Linked DNA regions of Mus musculus: region 1 is linked to region 2. A link is a contact called in public Hi-C data. All regions are on one chromosome and are shown on one strand. The core of a region is the stretch at or near the end of the contact, and the rest is flanking DNA. Distances in the headings are between cores, read along the strand shown.

What was found. A called contact is a pair of places that touch in the nucleus more often than the background predicts.
Region 1: a contact with region 2 is called in a Hi-C map of cortical neurons, with 1.9 times the contacts expected there. The contact joins two enhancer-like sites. A contact is called at or near these places in 5 of 484 Hi-C or Micro-C datasets (cerebral cortex, cortical neurons, muscle stem cells and 1 more) and 4 of 115 datasets of contacts at active chromatin or transcription factors (astrocytes, embryonic stem cells, heart atrium and 1 more).

The regions. Positions count from the first base shown.
Region 1 is chr4:33,733,783-33,739,534 of GRCm38.p6, reverse strand. No RefSeq gene overlaps it. Among named protein-coding and RNA genes, the nearest start is that of Gm33059, 44 kb to the left of the region's middle. Within about 2 kb of position 4,429, at least 67 of the 459 cell types and tissues checked have an H3K27ac peak or open chromatin away from gene starts, as enhancers often do. A contact at or near this core is called in astrocytes, cerebral cortex, cortical neurons and 2 more, where this site is marked.
Region 2 is chr4:33,586,036-33,592,372 of GRCm38.p6, reverse strand. No RefSeq gene overlaps it. Among named protein-coding and RNA genes, the nearest start is that of Gm32955, 14 kb to the left of the region's middle. Within about 2 kb of position 5,007, at least 136 of the 459 cell types and tissues checked have an H3K27ac peak or open chromatin away from gene starts, as enhancers often do. A contact at or near this core is called in astrocytes, cerebral cortex, cortical neurons and 2 more, where this site is marked.

The DNA.
Region 1 (5,752 bases), core at 3,180-5,679, 150 kb before region 2:
CTACCCAAAACTAAGGGTCCTTCCTGGACACCAGCCAGTCTCGGGGCTAAACTACAGACTCTTTATTGCTGTCCATTAATGTGCAATTACTTAAAGTGATCCACCACTGTCAGAGGGGGCTCAAGTGTGGTTTATAAGGCAGAAAGTCCCAAAGGATTGCATAAACATAGCTTTTGAAAATGAACTTTGGGTAACAACTTTGACCCTTGCATTCCAAATATATTAGCAAGATGCGAAGCACGCTGTTGTATGGCTGCAGCTTTGGGAAATGCCTGAATCTGTTGGGAAATACAGTGTTCAAGAGGGAAAAGCCCAGAAATGCTAGATTATTTGGTAGAGGCCTTGTAAAAATGGACTCCATTAAATTAGCAGCAAGTTTCGTTTGCTGTCAAATAACCTCGAAGGCTGTCAAGGTTACAAGGCAGAACTGTTTACTCAAGGGATAAGACCATAAACAAAAAAGAGAATAGGGTCTTAAAGATGTTTTTGCCCTACACAGATTTTAGGCAATAAAGCAAGTTCCCAAATAATTTCACTTATTAACACAGTGTATTTGGTCATCTAACCAGGCAGAGCAGTGGAAGACTGTGTTCTATGCTAGAGTGTGTGGTTACTGCATGTCTCTGCTGTGTGCGAGGGAGCAAGAGGGATGTTTTCATAGGTAGGATAATTTTCCAGCTTTACATCCCAAACTGACACAATGTAGACACTAAGAAAATTGGGGTGTCTTAGTAAACGTGAACACGAACAGTGGGCTCTTTAGGGCCCAAGGTTGCTTTTAGAGATTAGGGTGTGCAGCAGGAGATGAGGGGTTAGCATCAAGATGGAGAGTTTTGTGCTTTTGTGCAATCAATATTGTTTATGGATTGCTCAGAGATGGCTACATCCATTTGAAGAGTCTGGGGGGTGGATTTCAGGAAATTACCCAAATGCTCAAATACATCCCCGGGGGCAATGGTTTTCAATGGGAGTTTATGTGATAAATCCTTGCAGTGAATACATTTAAAATAATAATAATAATCCAGCAGCCGGATGGAACAATTGCACACCCACATCGGCTGCTTAGTTTGAAAAGAATCTTTAGTCAGAATATGTGTGAAATTAGGCCATCAAAAAAGAAATGAGACAAAGACAACTCAGAATGACCGAGGCAGGGCAGGCAGCTTATCCAAGAGTCCCCTGACAATGTCCTACATGCTGCAGAAACTACTCAGAGCCAGGCTTACACACACACACACACACACACAAGACAAAGCCAGAGTGGAAACGGATGATAAGCAGGGTTCTGCGGTCATGAGAAGCTGTAGAGGAGGTGGCAGCTGCAAGGCAGAAGGTTGAAAATGATAGAGTCAGACTGTAAATAAGTGTCCTGCGAGTAACGACCCATGCCCCACCCGGGCTGGGAAGCACTGCTGGGCATCACCACCATCACCTCAGACTTTGTCATCTCAGTGGCTTATCACTAGAGATAAGAACGCTGACTCCTACGGTAAAAAGTGGTGTTCACTTTTTTTTTTTTTTTTTTTTTTTTTTGAGAAGGGAAGAAAAGATCTTACAGAGTCCCAGTTTGGTTTTGAAAAAATATCATGTCTGAAATTTGAGTAAACAGCCAAGGCTAAATTTTCAAAATAATCAACTAGGGCCAGGATTTGTGAGAAAGCCCATTCACACCCACACTCTGGCTGGCACTGGAGGTGTGGGTATCTCTAGCAGAAAAGTAGCTTCCTATGAGAAAGCACGCTGATGGCCGTCACAGTGTCCCCTGCAGAACCTTGAGGTCCCTTCTTCCAAGATGCAAGGTGCAAGATCACCACATTTTCTAGAACTTTTAAAAAAAAAAAATGCCTCAGTCATTTCTTTCCCACAAGGACAAGTGTTCCCATTTTAAAAAAAGTGACATTCCAGGCATAAGCTAAGAGAAGCTGTTGAAAAATAAATTAGGTGCAAGAATCATGCTTTGAAATGTTCTTTCTGTATGAAATTCTCCACCAGATGCCCAGAGCTTTCTAGGCTATGTGTGAATGATCCATCCCAGGATTGAAAGACCAGTCCAGCTAATCAGCCTTGCTGTGTCTTGTTGTCCTGACTTGGCTTGTATATACACGAACAGGAATGCAAGCATAAATGGATCACTAAAAAAAAAAAACAAAAACAAAAACAAAGGCTACAGAGTAATACCAGCAGCTGAGTGCATCTAATCTGCAGCCCTGTGAATGCTGCCCAAGACAAAAATCACAAAACATTGTGTGGTAACTCTCTTGGGCATGAGCTCTGTAGATGACCACATGGTGTCACAAAGTCGAAAGGTTGGACCGACTTTGGAAGCACCTGCATTCTCAAACTGAGGCTATATGAAGTTGTTCTCTATTTTCTATTCTGAAGGGATGAGTTCCCATGTGCTTTTGGAGTAGCACAATTGATTAGCTAATCAAAGGGTTAAATGGCAGCAGCGCTCAGAGCTGGTCCCTTTTGCTGGCTGCATAGATCACTCCTGGCCCTGGAGCAAAGGAATGAGAAAGAAGGAACTCTTGGGGGTTTTTTTGTTTTGTTTTTTGTTTTGGGTTTTTTTTTTTCTCCTCTTTATGTCTCACTCCTGACCGACTGCACAGTTATTGGAGAAAGATTTAAGTCTTGTAGCTGTTCTTTGAGTCAGTCCACAGAATACAATAGTGATAGACTGGGGTATCTTGGCTCAAAGGATCAAAAATATCATTGAAAGTCCAATAAGGTGGAAGACTGGGTATGAGCAGAAGGTTTGCGGTTGTTGCTTCGTGTGTACAGAAAAACGCCCCTTTTTAAAGTGGAGGTCTCTAGAAAAGTCTCTCTAGCTGGTCGCCTTCTAATAACGGTGGGGAATTATTTCCACAGCATTTTGGACTCTAATGACCCAGATGACATCCCCTCCCAGTTCAGCGGGCTCCATTACTTGCTTGGATTGCAAAAAGGTGATAGTGTACTTGGGCCTCATTATAACAAGACTCCAGGGGGTGGGGGAATCTTGTCTCCACTCTCTAATAACAGTATCAGCTGTGCAAACTACTACTGCTCCCTTCCCATCAAAGCTGTGTTGTGAGGAGACATTTTTCTTTCTTTGTCCCAATACTATCCCGATGATGAAAGAAGAGTCCCCCAGATTATTTGTTACCTTAGGGGGACGAGCGTGCTGTTAATCACAAGCCCATCCAGGCAAGATTCTAAATGTTAATAGACTACCAGGGCCTGGAGGAGAGGCCATTTTTCGGCTGGGGAAGCGGCTGGCAGCAACCCCATCTCACAGCATTGACTCATGCCTGAATCACAGCCAGGCTGGCAGGATGTTGTTTTGGGGAAGTTCGCAGGCCTGTCAAAAACCTGCTGTTGCCATTGGCTGATATTATGCAAGATTCCAAATGATATATTTATATTCTCCTTTTGGATTTGTTGTGTGGTGTGCCCCCCCCCCCCAATTCTCCAGCAAGCTTCAAATGGCCAAAATGGAATGCATAAACAAACAAACAAACAAACAAACAAACAAAGGTAGACTCATCATAAACTGAAGGCACTTTGCTCTAAGCTCCCTTAGGCAGCCAGGTCAGAACAGTGCAGGGAATTTGCTGCAATCATTAAAGCCTCACTCAGGAAGGGTATGGCAAGCCCCGAGCCTCCATGCATGGCTTCATCCAAGTTTCTTTCCTCCCTGTATAAATCTCTGCAGCTTGCACAGGGATAACAGATTAAGCAAGGCCCCTGGTGCACTTCCTTTGTTGCAGGCTGACTGGTGACTGGGAGAGGGGATGTGGTGGTAACTGCAGAGTTTGTGAGATTCACAGAGGCTCAGCTTTCCCATCTGAGCTTCTCTGACCCAAGCCTGTGAAGAGTTTAACCAGGGAGGCTGAGGAAAGTCTTCCCAACTGTGTCACCAAGTGCTGAGAAGTTCCTCGCAGGAACTTGGTAGGCAGAGAGAGTGTGAGTGAATTCATTTGTATGCCTAATTTAAGACACAATTGAGAGGCACAGTGTTCTAATAGATGGAGTTCTGGCTGAGGAATTAAGAAACCCGAGTTCCATTCTTAGCTCAGCACAGTGAAACTGAGGCTTGGCATTTTCCAGGAGGATTTGAACTCTAGAGACAGTCAATTCAGGACAAAAACTGATAGAGTGATCCAACCTCAACCCCCGTTATCTACAGCTTCCGTCAAGCCGATCGAAAGCAAATTTAGCCATTCTTAAATTCTTAGAAAAGTCCTAACGAAAAATGTCCTTTGAATAATCCCCTAGAGGAAAAGGTGGAATTGTTTAGCATTCACTCTTCAAGGGGAGCTGTCTTTGGACCTTGTTCAAAGCAGACCCATAGCGTGGAGGAGGGGCTCCTACTCCCAGACACTGGCGATAGGGAGGCACCAGCACTCTTTCAAGTCCTGCCCAGGGCACTGGACACAGCTGCACTGCAGCCTCCCTGGGAAAATGACCTTGGCCATTAGCCTGCGTGCTTAGTGGTTGCTTCCGTCTCAACCTCACACTCGGGGGCATTTTAGATTCAGGAAGCAGAGCGATCCATGCTCGCAGTTTCCCAGTGACCACTCACTGCCCAGACTTGGTTAGTAACATATGGAAGCTCAGCCCTGGAAATGTTCTCAGGCCACCACAGCTACATGAAGAGAAAGAACAGTTAGAATGGTGTCAGATTTATCCCTTAAAATCATCTTCACTTAAGGAATTAACAGAGTAGCCTGTGAATACTACTATAATAGTCATATGCCGCATGCAAAGTGACTGTTCGCCTCTGACTCTTTGTCCATGTAGTTTAAATTTCTGAATATCACCAGCCTGGATCTGTCCTCTCTACCATGTCTTTAATAAACATTTAACTTTTATTGTGTTTTTTTTTTGATTCAGTCATTCAACAAATATTCCTTTGTACCAACTGTGTATTTAAGAACACAAAGTGTCTGTCCCTGGCCTTAAGAAGTTGACCCTCCAGAAAGAAAAGAAAGCCAATCAAGACAGGGCTAGCTCGTGGATGCTCTGAGATGAGCCTTGGAGTTCAGTGTGGAAACAAAGGAAGGGGAGAAGCAGACACTGTTCAGAGAGCTACCTATGTTATTTAGACATTAAGGTGTTAGAAAAAGAGAAGGTTTACCTGAGGATGGCATGGTTCAATATACAGACCATTCAGGTCCATGGGCAGAGCTTGTGTTAGAAATATTTCATGGAATTGGATTTCCAAATCCACTTTCTCCATTCTGTTAATAAACCCTTCCCAGCTGACAAAGTCTACATCAGAACACCTTGACCTGACTCACTTAGGCAGAGGGTATGGTAAATAGACAAACAGAGCCTACCTTGAGATTTTTGAAGCAGCTAAAGAATAGACTCTCTTTCAGCTGAAAATAAAAATTTTCTATAAGCCTAGAACTAAGCTATCATTAACCTATTCATTGAGAGGGCCTGCCAGAAAAGGAGACAGTCAGAGGATGTGCCATGCCCATCCCAGACTGAGCATCTTAAATTTCTATGTTACATGTGTCTGCTTGAGTGTTCTTTCACTTGCAATCAATCCTAGTATAGTGAGATAGGAGAACCAATCAGAAAACTGCTAGAATAGGCCAGGTGAGAGGTCAAATGTAGTAAGCCAAGGCAGTGGGAAAGGGATCAAAGAAAATAGTAACAAAATTGAAAGGCCCCGAAGGACTGGGTTTTGTGACTGATGAATAAGCCTGAGAAGAAGGTTCATAGAATTAGCCCGGGGGCTTTGGTTTACTTTGTCACGATG
Region 2 (6,337 bases), core at 3,758-6,257:
ACAGGCAGACAGATCAGACACACACAGACACACTTCACACAAGGAAACTCTGAGGTTCAGAGAGGGTACTAACTAGATGGGATACTAGGACTAGGTATAAAACAGAGCTGTCTTGAGCAGAGTGGATTATGATCATTCTAGACAGCAGTAGATACTTTGAAATATTGGGTGATTAATAAAAATCACTCAAATAACATTCACAGGATCAACCCACTTCTGTTAATATGTAGGTCTGAGTTTCTCCCAGTCAAGATGGGCTTTTCTGTGAAATCTTGACTAATACAAACTATGAGTATAGATACGCTTGTCCTGCATCCATCACTGCTACCACTACAGGTGAATCCTATAGTATACAGCATGAGAAAACATCCCTTAAATATGTTGAGCTGAACTGACATACCTTGTTGAAACATTCCCATAGTTGAATATTTATTGGATTCCTGTCCCACAAATGATGTGTTAACTCAGGAGATAGAAGCAGAAGGATCAAAAGTCCAAGGCTAGCCTTGGCTACATGATAAGGTCAAGAATTTGATTCCAGACCACATGTCTATAAGGGTTTGTTTATCTTCCCAAAAACACATTTGGCCATTGTGATGGTTTGAATGGAGAATGGTCCCAATAGGTTCATATACTTGAATGCTCAGTCCCCAGTTGGTCGAACTATTTGTGAAAGATTCAGAGAAGTGACCTTGTTGAGGGAAGTATGTCACTCTAGGAGGGCTTTGAGGTTTCAGAAGCCCACACAATGTCCCATTTAGGGTTCTCTCTCTGCTTGTGGGTCAGATATAAGCTCTCAGTTACTACTTCAGCACCATACCTGCCTGCCTGCCTGCCTGCCTATTATCATGTTCTCTGCCATAATAGTCATGGACTCTAGCCCTCTGGAACTGTGAGCCTCAAATTTGGCCATGGTGTTTCTTCACAGCAGTTAAAAAATAACTGAGACGCTATATTCCTCCTTTTGTACTTGTCTCTCAACTCCTAACTTTACAGCTCTTCTCTCTTCAACCAAGAAATAAGCAGATAAAGGAATATTAGAATATGCTCTGTGGGGGAGTGGTGGGGTGTGGGAGAAGGGGGGTGCCTCAGCGGGCCCATGCCAAGGCATCCCTTCCCCTGAGGGGTCAGCCACACAATGGTGTAGCATAGAATAGAGTTTATTTGGGGCATGGGAGGGGAGTTAAGAGGATAGTAGAGGCAGAGAAAGGCAGAGAGAAGGAGAGAGTAGAGAAGTATAGGCTGGCCATGACCACGTAGAAGGAGGGGGGAAGGGAATGGGGAGAGATGGGTAACAAGGGACAAGAGAGTAAGAGACAAGAGAGACAAGAGGGAGAGGAGGGGGCAAGCAGCCTACCTGGCTGTTGTCAGATAGCTGTGGGGTGGAGCATACCTGGCTATTGCCAGGTAACTGATGGGGAGCTTAGAATCCTAACAAAGCCCTTGCTTCTCTGAAGTTCTGCAGAGTACACTCTCTTTGCTCCTTGCAATTACCTTTGCTTGAATGATGCGCCCTTCTGTGAGCTTTGCCTCTCTCCTCTATGAATTCGTGGTACCTAGAAAGCAGTCAGCAAGAACAAAGCCACTGTAATAATTTAAACAATAGGTTTCGAAGACTAGAGTTTGGGGAGCAGTGAGCATCTTGCTTGCACATCTGGCTGACCTGGAAGCTAAGGCTAACAAGATAAACTGAAGCTAAATATCAAAGGATATCAGATGCATGAAGAGTCTGGGTCCTCTACACAGTTCTTGTCACCTGTAGACTTTTGTGTGGTGAGTAAATCAGATCTATGATGTGAAACTATGGTTCTTATGACACTCTGGAAGAACTGGCCAGAGAAGTCCACTCTCAGCATGAACTTCACTCAAGATTTGCCTTTCCAAGCAAGAGGTGGCAAGGGAGTGGAAGTAAGACAAATACTATGCAGCTGGACTCACAGCCAAGTTATTGGAGAGCTGTAGAGAAAAACCCCCCAGAAGGACTCTAAGATTGCCAGCTCATGAGTGTGAGAGGCAATAGCATCATCATCCACCCTCCAAGGAGCATGATCCAAGTGAGACTGGAAATGTCCAGAGGAACACGTATAGTCCCAGGATCTGTCTATGTGGTTCTGCAGCTTAAGGGAAACAGCACATTTGAAGTTCAAGGATGGTAGGGCTCAAGTAGAACATTGCAAGAGTAGGTGAGATCCCACCTACACCAGGAGAACACACCTCAAAACAGAAGTGGACCTCTGAGGAATGCCAGCAGCAAATCTAAGGTCCTTGCCAGATTTCCGGACTCTGGCACTGACAATGAGGTAGCCCTGCAGATGCATAGCATCCTGTCCCCCAAGTTCCTCTGAGAAATGATTCTTGCAGTCTGCCATCTCTTAGAATTATTTTTCTGTTTGCTAATAATATCCAGGAACAAAAACTCTGGCTCACAGGCTTGGGTTTAATGTGATAAAAATCCATATTCACCTTGAATGAGCTATTTCAGATAACAGATATTTATTTGATCAGACTCCATTATTCCTTCATCTCTACCCTGCCTACAACAACAACAACAATAATAACAACAACAACAACAACAACAACAGGCTCCATCCAAAGGTTCAGGAGACCATTGTTCATGGTCCTTCAGACCCTGGAAGTCAGCAACCGCAAGAAGAGACATTAAAAATTAATGAATGTGCTATACTCAGTGTCCTGAAGTCAAGGCTATTTAAGTAGATAAAAGAGGCCTGGGGAGGGAAAGTCTTGTTGCTAATGTTTTCTTTATAATTATTAGGTGAAAAGAGAGAGAGAGAGAAGTGGGAGAACACAGCTACCACCGAGACAAAGTGAAAGGCGTGCATTAGAAGAAAGGATGCAGACAAATGGAGCACTCTCAGGCTCGAGCTCCGGGAGGGGGAGGAGGCACAATGAGAGTGGGGAGCTGCAGGGGGGGGAGAGGCAGACGCTCTCCACCCAGGCAGCTTCGCCTACAGCCTGGCCAGCCCTGACTTGAATAATGAGGCTGTTTGGACGAGCCTGAGGCCAGTGGTGGAGACTTATATAAGAACAAGTCTCTGGCTACGCTAGTCTTCACAAAGACACCCTGCACTCCTCTCTGCTGCACTTGTCTGTGGCCAAGGAGTAAGTTTCACATAATCACTGCAGCACCTGTGGCTCCAGTGGAGGGGAAAGGCATGCTCCGGTGAAGTGAATTAAAATGCCAGTCCTCTTGCTAAACACAAGGATACGAGCTGAGTTCTGCAGTGGATAAACTGGTACCTGCTTCCCAAAAACTTGGCTGCCAAGCAGACTTCTCCCAACACACAGTGCTTCATGAGCTGGACACGAATCTACTACACCTTTTTTTTTTTTTTTAATACTACTTACTGCAGGATCACAAACTCAGAATATCAAAACATTTTCCAAATCAAGCCTGAAGCCAAAGGATTCTGTGTGTGGCTTACAGGGTGCTTCCTAGGAAAGCCTGCTAAATGGTTCTAGAGAGAGAACTGGAATGCAATGGTTTGCAGTTCTATAGAGAGCAGATATTCCCAGGGAAGGAAGTGGCCCGGGGTTCTGTTATCTATGAAAGAGCATGGCTTTTGAAAACCTTAGGTCAGGTGGGCGCTTGGGGGTGTGCCGAGATGAAGCCACCATGCCACAAAGCCCAATTGCTGGTCACTGTTTTATATGGAACCGTAAGCTGAAGGAGCCTGGGAGAGACGAGGATTGCATTTCCCTTCCTATGTGGTAGAGCTGAGTGGTACGTTCCCCCTTTGTCTAAGTTCTGCTAACCAGACCCTCTTGCAGGTCCTCCCCATCTCCCTCCTCCACGCCAAGGAGACTGTGACATTGATAGAGACCCAATGGCATCGCAGGCTCTTGGCATAGCTCCTCTTTCCCCACATATAGAAAGAAACCATACTGGCTTTCATAGAGATCTTGGCTTCTATGTGAAGTCATCTTTGTCATAGACTGACCCCAAAAACTCAGGTTTTCCAGTGAGACTGTTTCCAGTTTCGTCTGCCACTCATTTCTGTACTCAAGAGACATTGCGTGTCAATCATGTGCTGACTGCTGTAGGTGCTAGGCCGGGAGAAGATGAGCCCCACCCTCCAGCAGCCCTGAGTCTAGCCGCAAACACCAATTATCCTCTGTTTAACCTGCCTTGCCCTTAGGGGCCCAGGATGTGAACAGGAAACAGGCATTCAGGCAGATGGGGTCCTTCCCTCTCCAGCTCCACTGGCCTCATTTTGGTTAGTCTTGTCCCTGACTTTGACTTCCCATCTTGAAGCTCAACCCTTCTTGCCTTTGCCCCCGCCACAGTCGCCAGAACTGTCAGTTTTGCCTGAGCCATGTTTTCAGCCTCTCCTATCCGTCAGTCACGGCCTTGATAGCTGTCACTGGTCAAGTGGCCAACTGGTTCCCCTAGCCTCGGGCTCTCCATCCTCAGTCCCGCTGCCATTTTTCCTACGCGGTCATTTTCCTAAAATAGAAATGAGATTGCATCACTCCTTATTTAGAGACAATCATCAAGTCACTAAGCTCTCGGTGTGACTGGGCTTCACACCATCTGCAGGCACTTGGCTTAGGAAGAAGTGTCGTTGAAAGCAAGATGACTCAGCCAGGGACTATGAAGGGCTGACTCAGGGCTCTCATCATAACTGCCCCTTAGAATCCTAAGAGCTCGTGTGACCCGCAGATGCCAGCACTACTCGCCCAGCCCAGACCATTGACTCTGAATGTCAGATGAAGTCTGGGTGGCCAGGCAGGGGGACTCACCGGAGATTTGAACTTTGAGTTGGATTATGGGGGGAAGGTAGCATGAGACTCTGTCTCTTTTTCAGAACTGCTCTTCTTCACTTTCAGATATCCCTGCAACATCACTTTCTTTCCCTAAGTTCCCTGAAATGGCTTAGTAAGTATGTCTAATTATCAGTCAATCACCAGCAGGAATCACCAGGCAGATGCTGTGCTCAGATCAGAAGACTCCTCCCACGTGCGCTTCAGGGGCAGTACCTCAGCCAGTACAAGTCTGACTTGGGAGGGGCCTGGAGCGGCACGTGACCCGCCTTTCCATCCCACCTCTCCTCACAGATGCTTTCTAAGTAGTTTGACCCCTCCTGTACCAAGAAATTGATCCTGTCAGCTATAGTTATCTTTTTCGCATAAAATCTCTCTCGTGGTTTATTTTATTGGGGATCTTCACCCCCTCCTCTGCCCTCCTCGATGCCTGCAGCGCTGGGCCGCACTGCAAGTTCCAAGAATGATTTCTAGATCTCTCTCCCTGCCAGACTTGGGAGAGCTTCATTTTCACATCGTGCTTTGGCTGCAAGGGTTAACTTTCCATTTCAGGAGGGGAGTGTGGGGTTTCCTTCCCAATATCTGTATGATCCAGTATGTGTTTATACTCACGGCCCCTGCCACACAGGTCCTTCCCCCTCATCTCTCATTTCCTTCACACCAGAAGTCAGACCATTTCTGTAGCAGACAGAGTCTGCGGGAGCTGTTGTTCACAGCTGGTGAGGGAAAGGAACAACTGGGGAAGAAAAAGAAAAGCAAGAGACCAAAAGGACAAAGGGCTCTTCAGGCAGAGGGAGCTGTTGCCACAGGCTTGCGGAAGAACTCAGGGCTCCTGCAGGCTGCTGTAGGCTTTTTGTTTTTTGTGGCAGTGAACCCAGTCACCCCTTGTTTATTGAGTCCTGTGAGCTTGGTACAGCTCTCTAAGGCTGCCGGTTCCATATCTAAGCATTCTCCTTGCAAAGGCATCTGTCATGGAAATGAAGCTATTTGCACAAAGCAGAACTAACACTGAAGGGAGGAATACAAGCCAAGAGACACAGAATTAAGACATAAATATTCAGAGCCGAGACCTCTAGCCTGGGCTTTGTGTGAGGAGAACCAGAGAGCCTGGCTAGGTCTGCTTCGGGCAGGGCAGCGGATGGCTGGTGAAGGAGAAAGGAGTGAGCCACCACTGAGGAGAGGAGGTGGGACTGAGTTGGTGGGACTGGGGAGGGAGAGAATTTCTTGACATTGTCTGTGTTTAGGACTGCGATCTGTCTTCCACACCTTTTCAGTTCACTACACTGACTATCTTGGAGAGGTAGGCTGTACTTTGAATGTGACTTCAAGCTGAAGAAAGGCCCGGCCAGCTCATTCTAATAAGGACTATAGATACGGGTAACATCCTTGTAGACACCAGTCTACAGTCTTGAGGATGAGCTGGCAAGAAACTAGGGAGAGAATGTGAGACGATCAAAACACAGTTCTCAGGATGGTATAAAGAAATGGGGCTCAGTTTCCCACTAGACTGGTGATTCTCAACCTGTGGTTCTCCACACCCCTTTTAGGGGTCAAA